Linked DNA regions of Gossypium hirsutum: region 1 is linked to region 2. A link is a contact called in public Hi-C data. All regions are on one chromosome and are shown on one strand. The core of a region is the stretch at or near the end of the contact, and the rest is flanking DNA. Distances in the headings are between cores, read along the strand shown.

Region 1 (5,781 bases), core at 625-3,124, 210 kb after region 2:
AAAAAATTATTTAATTAAGGGCTTAAAGATTTTGAACTTCAATTCGAGTTTTTCTGAAAAGTTATACACATTTCCAAAACCCATATGTAGCTATCTTCGGAACACAAATTAACACTTATTTAATCAAATTTATTATTTTAAATATCACGGATAAATCTATAGTACAAAAAAAATTCAAATTCCAGCCAACTTTCATATGTTTTTCTAAATAATTTTCCAAACATTCCTCCCCTCCAAAATTTGTTTAGCTCTGAATTAACTCCTTGGCAGAAAGCTGGGATTCCAAAACATTGTATAGCAAATATGGGAATAACGGATGCAATTGACTTCGTAAGGATCTCCCTCCCTGTTTGAGAAACTAGTCTTCCTTTCCAATTTTGATTTTTAGAACGTAGTTTATCCATGATAAACCCCAATGTTTAGGATTTTTCCTCCTTGGGAGCCCCAAACAAATCAAGTTGGCTTTATGATTGGAATTCTCATTCTTCCTTGGATTCCGTTTTTCACAATAGAAGAGGTATTTTATGAAAATAAAATAGATGTTTCTGATCGATCAAGGATTGACTCGTAACATCTTAAAACGGGTTAAGAACAGTAAAAATAACTTCACAACTTCGATTTGTCACACTTGTGAAAAATAGATAATCGTCTGCAAACAAAAAGTGTACGTGATAGTGTACAACATCTTTGATTGATTTTAAATGCTTTAAGATCACCTTGTAGTTCGGCTTTTTCCAAAAGCTTTGAAAACATGTTTACCTCCAGGAGAAAGAGGTAGGGGAGAGTGGTCTCCTTGCAATAATCCCCTTATTAAAATAAACTAACCTTTACTAGCCTCTATAAATAGAAGCATGGATTTAACTATTGAAACACATTCGCGAATCCTATTGACCATCGTTTACAAAAACCCATTCTCTCCACTAGTCTCTTGAAGAAGGACCAATTCACTTTTTCACAAGTCTTGACAAGATCTAACTTGGTAGCCGTATATCCTTCCTGCTCCCACTTTCATTTTTACAAAAGGCATGGAAGGCCTCAAGGGCCAATAAGATATTATCTTGTATCGCTCTATCAGCAAAGAAAGTAGATTGTGTACATTATATAACTTTCAAAATGAGAAATTTCATCCTTGAAGCCATGATTCAAGCTATAATTGTAAAGATAGATTGCAACAACTGATTGGGCGAAAATTAGCAAGTGCTTCAGAATTTTTTTTTCAAGTTTGGAGTAAGGATTGTGTTATTCTTGTTAATATCATCCGGTTAAAATTGAAGAAATATTTAATCAACTTAAATGTTTTCTATTTTTTTTGGTATAAATACAATTGTCTTCATCCATTTCAAGTAAAGCCTTCACGACAATGTCAATTTCAAAATTCAAACTTGATTCAAATACTGAAAAAAAAACTCTTTTAGTATCTTTATTTGAAATAAAAAAAAATTATAATTTGCATGCCCTATTTAAAAATATTCTAATTTAACTTTAGATTGTATTATTTACGAATATGAATGTGATTTTACTTATAATTATATTTATAAACTCTTTAAAGAAAATTCATGACAAAATTATTGATCTTTCGTTGCTCTTACTAAATCTTTTTTAATAGATTAGTTGTAATTTTCTAAGGCATGAGATTTGTTATATAAATTTTGATTTTTGTTGGCTATTCATCTTAGATAATTCTTTCTATAAATCAGTATAACAAAATTGATTTCAACTTGTAACCGTAAAACTTGCAATTTTCTGGAGGTGCTGTTTCTCAGGTCAGCTGCACGACAGCTTCATTAGACCTTGGCTCTCTCTCCCCTCCTCCTCTGCCACGGTGGTGATTGTTTTTCTTTGTGAACTAAACCTTGGGCTTTGGCCCATATCCTTTAAACTTACTCTGTGATAGATGCGGTTCAATGTATTTATTTGGGCTTTGGCCCATATCCTTTGTACTAACTCTATGGTGGATGGAGTTCAGTTGACCAAACAAATTAACTTGTAATCGCAAAACCATTCATTCGACATTTACTTCATCATAGTGTTTACCATGTATCTTGATGTATTTTCAATGTTGGAAAGTAATTTATTTCCGTGTGAGTCTTTTCATTCTTACAGAATTTTCATACATTTCAAATTTATTTTATTCAATTATTTAAAATTTGTACTTCCCTATTTATTTAAATTAAACTATTAAAATCATTTACTTCAAATAAATAATTATTACATATTTAATTTATCATCATATGTAATATCTCACACTCGACTTAGACGTTATGGTCGAATATTGAAAAATTACGCAAACTCGTTTTAAAACTCCATATTTTAAACTAGAAAATTGTGTGTTTCGAAAATATTAATTTTGACAAATCTTTTACAGTTTTTCAGAAAAATACGCGTTGAACTTATTTATTTAACAACAAAAAACACTTATTTGGTTACTTAGTTTTGCAATGGAAATTCTAAAGTTCTTAATTTGTAAAATATGATTTCAAAATGAGAAAACATATAATTTACAAATTATCAAAAACAAAATCCAGCAGAAAATCCAAAAACAAAAAATAAAGTCCAAAATATTTATACAGTCCAAAAAGTCTAGAATTAAGTTTAAAATTATAAATAGACTTTTTATTTAGCTAAAATCCAATCCAGACTCCCACACACCGCCTGATCCTAAGTTTGTTGATTACTTGAGAAGATAAATTATTGGGTGAGCTAATAAAGCTTAATGTGTAACTTAGCCCTCATGCACATAACAGATATTAGACAATCATACAGATTCAATAAATAAATAGACAAGGATAACAAAACATTTTTGTGCAATGCAACATATTAAATAGATCAGACACAAATGGTATTGGATCGATGGTACGTCCCGTGGCACAACGGAAAAAATATTCTAGCAATCATCAACGACAGATCCATGTACAAGGATCAAGTCTAGTTGAAAAAGGGTTGAAGATATACCTTAGAAAACTGAAGAATGGCGAATAACGTTGTTGGTTGAATTCCTTTGGGTGATGCCAATCCTAGTCGCAACAAAAAAAATTGTCTTGGCCTCTACGTAGTCCACCCAGTTAAACAAGAAATAGTTAAAACTATTTGAACCCTTTCAAAGTGAATCCAAAATCCAGCTACTAGACCCTTTGAATTTTTCTTACTTATTCACTCCCACATGATCAGGGATTATCTTCCTTTTATTAATATCATATATTAAAACAGAATAATTTCCTTTTACTTTACAGAGAAAATCATGGAAGATATTGAAATTATATTATTTCCAAAAGAATACTAACTTTCATAAATATTAACTCTATAAAAAAGTTGTGAATCGTATCCACCAGGTTATACTATCCGTCAGGCAATATTGTTCGTCGGGCGATATTATCTGCCAAGTGATTCTTATCCGCCAATGATAAGAATCCACCATAGTTGTATATAAGAGGGTATATGCCCATTCTATTGCTGTGAAGTTTGTTCACTTTAACCATTGGGTGTGAACCTATAAGTTCTTGTAACGTTTGTAGTAATACTAGAACATTTCTAATCTTACAAGCAATGAGTGACATCTAGCAATGCATCAGTACTACCCAAGTTACAATAAGTCGTGATTCGACATAACATTTCTGTGATAAACTTTTCATGTATCATATCCTTTTATCATTTATATCTACATTGGACACAAGTCATGGTATAGTCACAATTGTATAGTCCAATATCATATTTCTTAATATTCTGAGTAGACTAATAAACATAAGTGTGATATTTCATATTAACATATTTGAGCATGGCCATGCATTTCTAATCTCACTCCATCAAGTGGCCCAAGATATTTCTCCCATTATGTAGGAGGGATAAATCTTATCTTGATCAATCATATCCCACTACATTGATTGTGGTATATCCAACATCAGTCTTTATAGTTCAACCTGTTACGGTAGATGTTTGACTATATTAAAATATACAACTCGCGATGTTGGGACAATGATGATCTCAAGTCTGAGGATCATATACATAGTTATCACTATGAGTAATGTTTGTAACTATTACATAATAATCCAAAAAACATACTCATGGTGGGTCAGTCCAATATATTGTTCTCTAAGACATACTCATGTATTCATTTTTTACATCCCTATGTCAATGACAACACTTTGCCATCAATCAAGTACACATTAGTCTAAATGCATTATTATTGTCCAAGCCTAAAATAATACTTGACTAAGGACCTTTTAAGAATAAGTATATTATTCTTAGGTCTTTATTATTGATCAGTTTATTTATATACACAGAAAAAGAAACTGAAATAACAATGACAATGTCTTATATTAATAACATGGTAAAATGAGTATGTAATTTCAACCATCTCATGATTGGTCTTTGGGCATACTCTAACAGATGACATGACATATCATGTGATGCAACATATGACACAAAACAAATACAGATCCTACCCCCATTTGCTACACACCATATTCGTTCATCCTAACACACCAATTAGGGTAAAAATACCCTTCCCACCCTACACACCAAATTATTAATCGTACGTCACTATACAGAAATATACAGTCAAGCTGCTAGATATAGTGTGGAAATAGCCAAAATCATATATATACAATGTTTAATTGCCATATACAAACATTTGTGGTGTTACTGCTAGAAATTGTAAAATATAGTCTAGCAAAACTTCTTCCATCACATATCATATCTCAATCCAATGCATATGCAAAAACATCATACATACTCAGCACACAGATTAGACATGCTCTTATATACTCGATAGATCAGAATGTGCTAATAATGTATACAATTTCACATATCAAAATAACGTACAATATGAAAATCGAAAATACAATATAGAAACATGCTTACTCATACAACAATTATACATACTTAACTTTACGCTTATACGCACAGAATGTTTGCATTTAATCATCATGCAGAACCTAACGATTTAACCGATTTTATAAATGGCCACTTAACTATTATAGAGTTTTACAAACACACATTTGGATCACTTAACCAACGAAATAGACCTACACGGTCTGGCACACGGCCATATGGCTTACTCGACCAGACACACGATCGAATAGCGTCAGTAATGTGATTTTCAGCTTCGCACCATTCACTGATTTTTTGAAATTAGAGTCACACACTTGACTATTTCGCGATGCCGACACAACAACAACAATTCCAAATCCTATAATAACACCAATTCAAGTTGATTAGCACAAAACATCGGATCCAAATCAAAATTTGACCCCTACTCATTTAGATTATTTGGCCACAAGAGTTAGGGCATTCGATCTAGAATACCGAACCAATCCCTACTAAGGAAAACAATCCCTTACCCTTTGAAAAAAGTCGACAACAACCTTAAATCACCAAAAGAGAGTTATGCACTTCCTGATCCACACCTAGTTCAAAACACAAGATGATTGAACTCTGCACGATTACATACTAACAACCAACCCAAACACTACCTCCCATTTAAATAAAACCCGGATAAAACACTCACCCCTTAAAGGAAAAATAGAAAGCACTTACGTAAAGATGCAGCCATAATGCTAAACACTTTCGAGTGCTCAAGATTGACACCCAAAAACAAGAGGTTGACAGTGGCTCAAAGGAATTCACAGTTAAACAACAGGAACCAAAAATAGAAGATGCGGCTGAATAAGGAAAAGTGTAGAAACAAAAATCATAACTATGTAAAAGGGTAATTGAGAAAGAAGAAAAGAAAACAAGGCAAAAACGATAGAGAGAAAAGAGAGAATAGAAGAACAAAATGAGAAA
Region 2 (6,059 bases), core at 1,981-4,480:
ATAACTCGAATAATTTGAATATCAAACTATAATATTTTACATTTTTACCCCAAACTCCCAAACCTTTTTACTTTTCTCTCAAAACTTTTACGCCTTCCCACTTTTCCCCAAAAACTTTTACTCCCCTCCCCTCCCCTCCCAAGCCCCCAATCTACCCAAAATCCATTTCCCACCAAAATTTTACTCTCCTATTTACTTTTTCTCAAAATTTTACTCCCAAAAACCCTCAAAATTTTTTATTTTGCCCCAAAATTTTTACTCCCTCCCACTTTTCCCCTAAAACTTTTATTCCCTTCCCATCCCACCTCCCATCTACCCCCCAAAACCTCCCCCCTCCAATTTTTTTAATATTTTCCCTCCAAAATTTTACTCCCCTATTTACTTTCCCTCAACCTTTTATTCCCCAAAACTTTTACTCCTCACCTTTTACTCTCAAATAAAAAATCAAAATTATCCAAAAAAAATCACTAAACATAAATAGTAATAATTTTATTTATATCTACTATTTATATTATTAAATTAAATTAAATTTCACATTTTATATTATTTATATTATTGAATTATTTAGTCATATTGAATATTTATATTAAAATTGAATTATTAATTATGCCATAAAATATTCGTGTTAAAATTCTATATTGGTATCAATTTCACATTTTATTTTAAAAATAAATTTTATTAAAAAATCATATTTTTACATTTAATATATTTTTTAATTCCAAAATACATAGTGACAAGAATCTGAAGATAATTGAAACAACTAAGCAAGCAAAGAAACTAACCAGTATATAAAAAATTAATAAATAAATTATGAGGTGATGAAAGTTAATAAAAAATTTGATTAAAGTGGACAAATTTTACTACGATGGGTGACAGTGGTTACAAGGACCCAAAATTATTTTTTAAAATTTAACTCGAACAGATATATTCGATTTGATTCGATTCGAATTCCATCTCACTCGACTCGATTCGAGAAAATTTCAAATCAAATTAGGATGATAAAATATGATTCGTCAACTCGATTAACTCAAAATTTTTTTATTCGATTCAATTCGATTCGATCGAACGCTCACCCCTATTTGGGTTTATCATGCATTTATATTTTTATAACTATGGCTATTTTTAATCTATTTTGTGTAAATTATATGTGAATTTTCAATTAATATTTTCCTAATTTAAATTTTATCATGTATGGGCACTATCCAAATTTATTCTGATCTAGGAATAAATAATTTTAGTTTCAGTCTTATTATACTTTGTATTAATTTTATTATGATTATAATTATTGGGATATGTATTTATGGGTATAATTGTGGTTCCACTCTTATAATTTTTTTAAGAAAATATAAATTATGAATTTATAGTTTGTGTGAGATTTCTTTACTTCCCACTTTAATATTGGTTCAAAATTCTCATTCTCTCGAGTTTTAAGTAGAGGTGATCATGGGTTGAGCTACTTGGCCCGGTCCGGTCCAACGCTCCACCCAAAAAATGGGAGGGTTCGGGTAAAAATATAGGTCCGAAATATGGGTTTGGACAAAAAAATAAGGCCCGTTTAGAAAACGGGTCGGGCCTCGAGTAAAACTTTTTTGTCCGGCCCGGTCCAAATTATATATTAAATATATATGCTTTTTATTTTTAATGAAATATATATTAAATATATATATTTAAAATGGGCCGGGCCGGGCTCGGGCTTAGCAATTTTCTTTCGGACTGGGATTGGACAAATTTTTAGGCTCATATTTCGGGCCGAGCAGGGCCTAGACTTAAAAAACGGAGCTAAAATTTTGTTTGGGCCTGGCCCAGCCCATAATCACCACTAGCTGAAAACATCATAGTTCAATTTCCTTTTCCTTTTCTAATGGGGTAGGCACACTGTCAACATGAAATTTTTTTTTATTTGTAATACGAGATATGATTTTTTTTCTTACACTTGTTTGGGGATATGAACGTCTCAAATGCTAGAAACTCCATAGTGATCTAATTGGACGAAAAAAATGATTTATTGGGTTTTTTTTTTCTTATATGGGAAAAAATGACATTATGAGCTATTTATTGCTTAAATTAGTACACTAACTTTTTCTCATGTTAATACATGTGTGTTAAATAAGTTTTTTCTAATAACCAGATAAAATTTAAGGTATTCATGTTGCAATCTATTGGCAGAATATTTATCTACCCATAAATAAACTAATTTGTAAACATCATTGTAAAAAATGTATATATGCATTTAATTAAAAAAGAAAAACAAGTAATGCCTAATTTGTATTAAACATTGTAATAGTGTGTGTTTTTTCTTCATTATGACCAGACATAGAGTGAAAAATATTAATAAAATAATTAAGATAAATATATTCATTTAATTGATTGAAAAAAGTAGAGAAAATTAAGTTAATGATACATGCTGAATAATTAAAAGTCTTATCAACTGTAGATTTTATAACTATATTGAAAATATTTGAAGGCATAAAATATAATTTTGCATTTATTTTCAAGTAAAAAGAAATAAAAGTAATCCATAAATTTTAAAACACCAAATATAATTTTTGGCTTTTTTAATACCGAATCTGTGGAGCATTCAAATTGCCATATCCCAAATATTTAATACCGAAATAAAAATTAAAAGTTATTTGGCACTCTAGCTTTAGAAAAAAAATTATTTTAGTACTTCATTTAATTTTTCGTATTTTTTTATCCCTTGAACTAGTGTTATTTGTCAAATCATCCTAAAATAAATTGAAAAATTAATTTTTGTTAATTTTGTTAATGTGGTATACACATGGATGCCACATCAGTAATTAATTAATTTTTTAAATTTAAAAATAAATTATAATTAAAAATCATTAAAAATCATTAAAATTATTAAAAATTATAAAAATACCAAAAAGTATTTTTAATATTTTAAAAAATAATTAATTGTTTATGTGGCATACATGTGGATGCAACTTTTCCATTTATTTTGTGATAATTTAACAAACAATGCAAGTTAAAGGGCTAAAAAAGAGAAAAAATAAAATGGACTAAAATAAAATTTTGTAAAGTTAAAGGGCCAAATAATTCAATATGCCAATTAAAAGGGGGATGGAATTAAATTCACTTTGACTTCAACGCTTATAGTAATAGAACTGTTAACCATATCTGTGAGAAAATCCAGAAAAGCATGCTGATTTCTGAGCAGACTTTCACAGCCTCCATAACCCCAAGTGGAGGGCACCACCTTCTTCCTGACTTTATCCTAGACTGACCACACTTCCCCTAATTAATGATACCATTTCTATGTCAACATTTACACATTTGTGGGCCATTTTCAAACAATGAATTGTTGCCTTTGTTTTCCAAATTAATAATTACTCAACAATTCTGTCCGTGATGGGGCATAGTACGGTTTCCCCGACTCAATTAACTATATTTTTCCAATCAATGAACTGTCAAGGCTTGCCCTACAACTTTGTCCTATAATTTATTCCTTTGCATTGGATTTTTTTCTTTCGTGGTCGGTGGGGTGATTGGGAGTTGTTAACCACATTTTCACTACCGCGTTAGAAAAACAAATTGAAGATGAGATTTGCATTATATGAGAAGGTTGAAAACATGTACCTGAGTGAGTTGGTGAAATTTTATGTTTAGTGCTGATTCCTTTTGCACTCTCCATCCAACAAGTCACCGTCTATGAGGCAAGAGACTGTGTCTGCTCAAATTATGGATACGACATTCAGATTGCAAGCCCCTTGATGTTCTAGGCCAAGCATCACTTCCGCATTGCGCACATTCCAAAGTTGCCGTAGATCAAGAAGCTCGTAAAAGCTTCATGATCCATGATGCACAAAGTTCACTCCATCCAGTCAATGCACTTGGAAACATTAGACAATAACAAATCATTATTAATACCTCCAAGTTGCAAAGTCTCTCGAGGGCAATCCCTAAGTGCATTCACCATAATCTCACTAGGAGCACCACACCGCTGACACCTATGGTCATTAGACATTGGAGTAGAGGTGATCCCTACCGTTGTTGGAATGAACTCGTGTCTAAGCCTCCTCTCAAAGAGTTTGATTATTTTGACAGATTCTTCGATTTACTAATAGATTTTTGCAATAATCCATATGATACAAATTTATCAGACCGTAATAAAAATCAACTATAACCTATCTTAATAAAGTATGTACTAGTCCTTTGAGTAATTATAATATTTATCATAATTTAATCTTAATTATTTCATAATACTAACTAATTTATATATTCTATGCATTCTATATATCAAAATTTAATTATTTAATAAATTATTTTAATATTTTATTATTATTTAAGTTTATATGTTTCATAATAATATTAATGAAATTAAATATAATTTAAATGTATAATTTTTTACTTTACAACATCATGTCTATAATAGACATTTTATTTTCTCAAAATATATTATTTAATAGCAATGGTAAACATTATCAAACTTTTCCAAAATAACTTTGTGAAACATATTATTTTCTCAAAAGATTAGACGAGACAAAGCATTCAAAGCCGACAATATATTAGTCCAAACGACTAAAGGCTTCTCCACTCTCTTAGGTTAGAATACAAGGTATGCTTATTATGAAGTAGTAGTGTCCACATTTGTTTTTCTAAGAGAGTAAGGTCAAAGAGCCATACATCTCGAAAGCTAAGGCTCTCATACCTTTCGGCATTCTAACTGTGTCTTGAGCTAACATTCTCCACTCACGGTCTTCGTTTTTCTCTACCCACCAAAATCTACAAATAACAATTACTGCATTAGTAACCGAATTAGGGAGTAAGAACACACTTCTTTACATAAGTGGGTTATGCCTACAAGATCGATTTGACAAAAACTTCCTTGTTGCAATATATTAAGAACCATTTAAACCAACTTTGAATTCTTGGATGTGGCTTGCAAACACCTACTTGAACGCATTAGTTTTATTACTCACCATAGGAGGAAGGGCAAGACAATTATCAGAAACATGGCAATCTACTTAGCGGAAAAAATGGTAATGATTATTCACTGTGTGGGTGGCCATTATGGACGTCTATACCAACAGAGCCAAACGTCAGGCAAGAGGTTCTGATATCATATAAAAAAGTATTAAATAACTCATGAATCTAGCAAATATAAAGAATGAGTGAAAATGAAACCCAAAGACAAGAAAAAGGAAAATACAGTGAAAAGTTGTAAAAGAGAAGCTTAAGTTGATTACTTGGAGAAAAAAAAATGAAAGTGTGAGAAGTTAAACCTTTTAGATCACATGAAAAATTGAATTAGATATGATGGAAATTGCAAGTGCTGAGCCGTCAACTGAAGAACTTCACAATTTTGGAGCCAATTTCAACTGCTTTCACTAATAAGCATAACAACTAGCTAGCAATTGTAAAACTAGAGGTTTGAAAAGAGACATCTATTTCTATTTTGCATCCGTATCTAATATCTCAAGTTTTGTTTCACTCAAAATTTTAATGTGTTTTAATGCATTAATTCAATATCGATGCATATATTTTGATACTGTCAGCATAAGATTTTGATATTTTAAATAAGTTTTATTTTTTTAGTGCATCTAAAAATAAAATATAACCATTAAACTAAATTATTCTATTATGTTTTTAAAAATGTATAATATCAAAACATATTTGTAATTAAAGTATTTAAAAGAAATAATATGCTCCAACCTGACAGCCCGTAAAAACCCGAAAAGTAATTGCGTCATTGTCATTTGATATATTTGTTTTCAGATTCAAAACAATTTTACTAGAAGAATGAAGTTTTATTCAAATTCACAAATTTTGTAAATGTTTAGGATTAGAGTTTTTTAATTTTTTTAGAAGTAAAATTAAATTGCAATTCCGTAAATAATAAGTGTCAAATTTGTTAAATTTTTAGATTTAGAATCAAATTAATAAAATGCACATGACTAAACTTGTTTCCAAATCAATTTATCCTTAAATATTTAATGATAAAAACATTTTTTTAACATTTCAAATTTCAATCGTCAATAATACCATTAAAATTTTTTTATTTAATTGAAAATAGTACTAAAAAGCTGGTTGCTTTGGTT

The links. A called contact is a pair of places that touch in the nucleus more often than the background predicts.
Region 1: a Hi-C map of leaf shows a contact between it and region 2, with 2.5 times the contacts expected there. The contact joins two enhancer-like sites. A contact is called at or near these places in 10 of 34 Hi-C or Micro-C datasets (anther, callus, fibers and 3 more).

The regions. Positions count from the first base shown.
Region 1 is chrD13:44,092,662-44,098,442 of Gossypium_hirsutum_v2.1, forward strand. No RefSeq gene overlaps it. Among protein-coding and RNA genes, the nearest start is that of LOC121225066, 12 kb to the left of the region's middle. Within about 2 kb of position 1,875, at least 5 of the 9 cell types and tissues checked have an H3K27ac peak or open chromatin away from gene starts, as enhancers often do. A contact at or near this core is called in leaf, where this site is marked.
Region 2 is chrD13:43,884,636-43,890,694 of Gossypium_hirsutum_v2.1, forward strand. No RefSeq gene overlaps it. Among protein-coding and RNA genes, the nearest start is that of LOC121226073, 55 kb to the left of the region's middle. Within about 2 kb of position 3,231, at least 3 of the 9 cell types and tissues checked have an H3K27ac peak or open chromatin away from gene starts, as enhancers often do. A contact at or near this core is called in leaf, where this site is marked.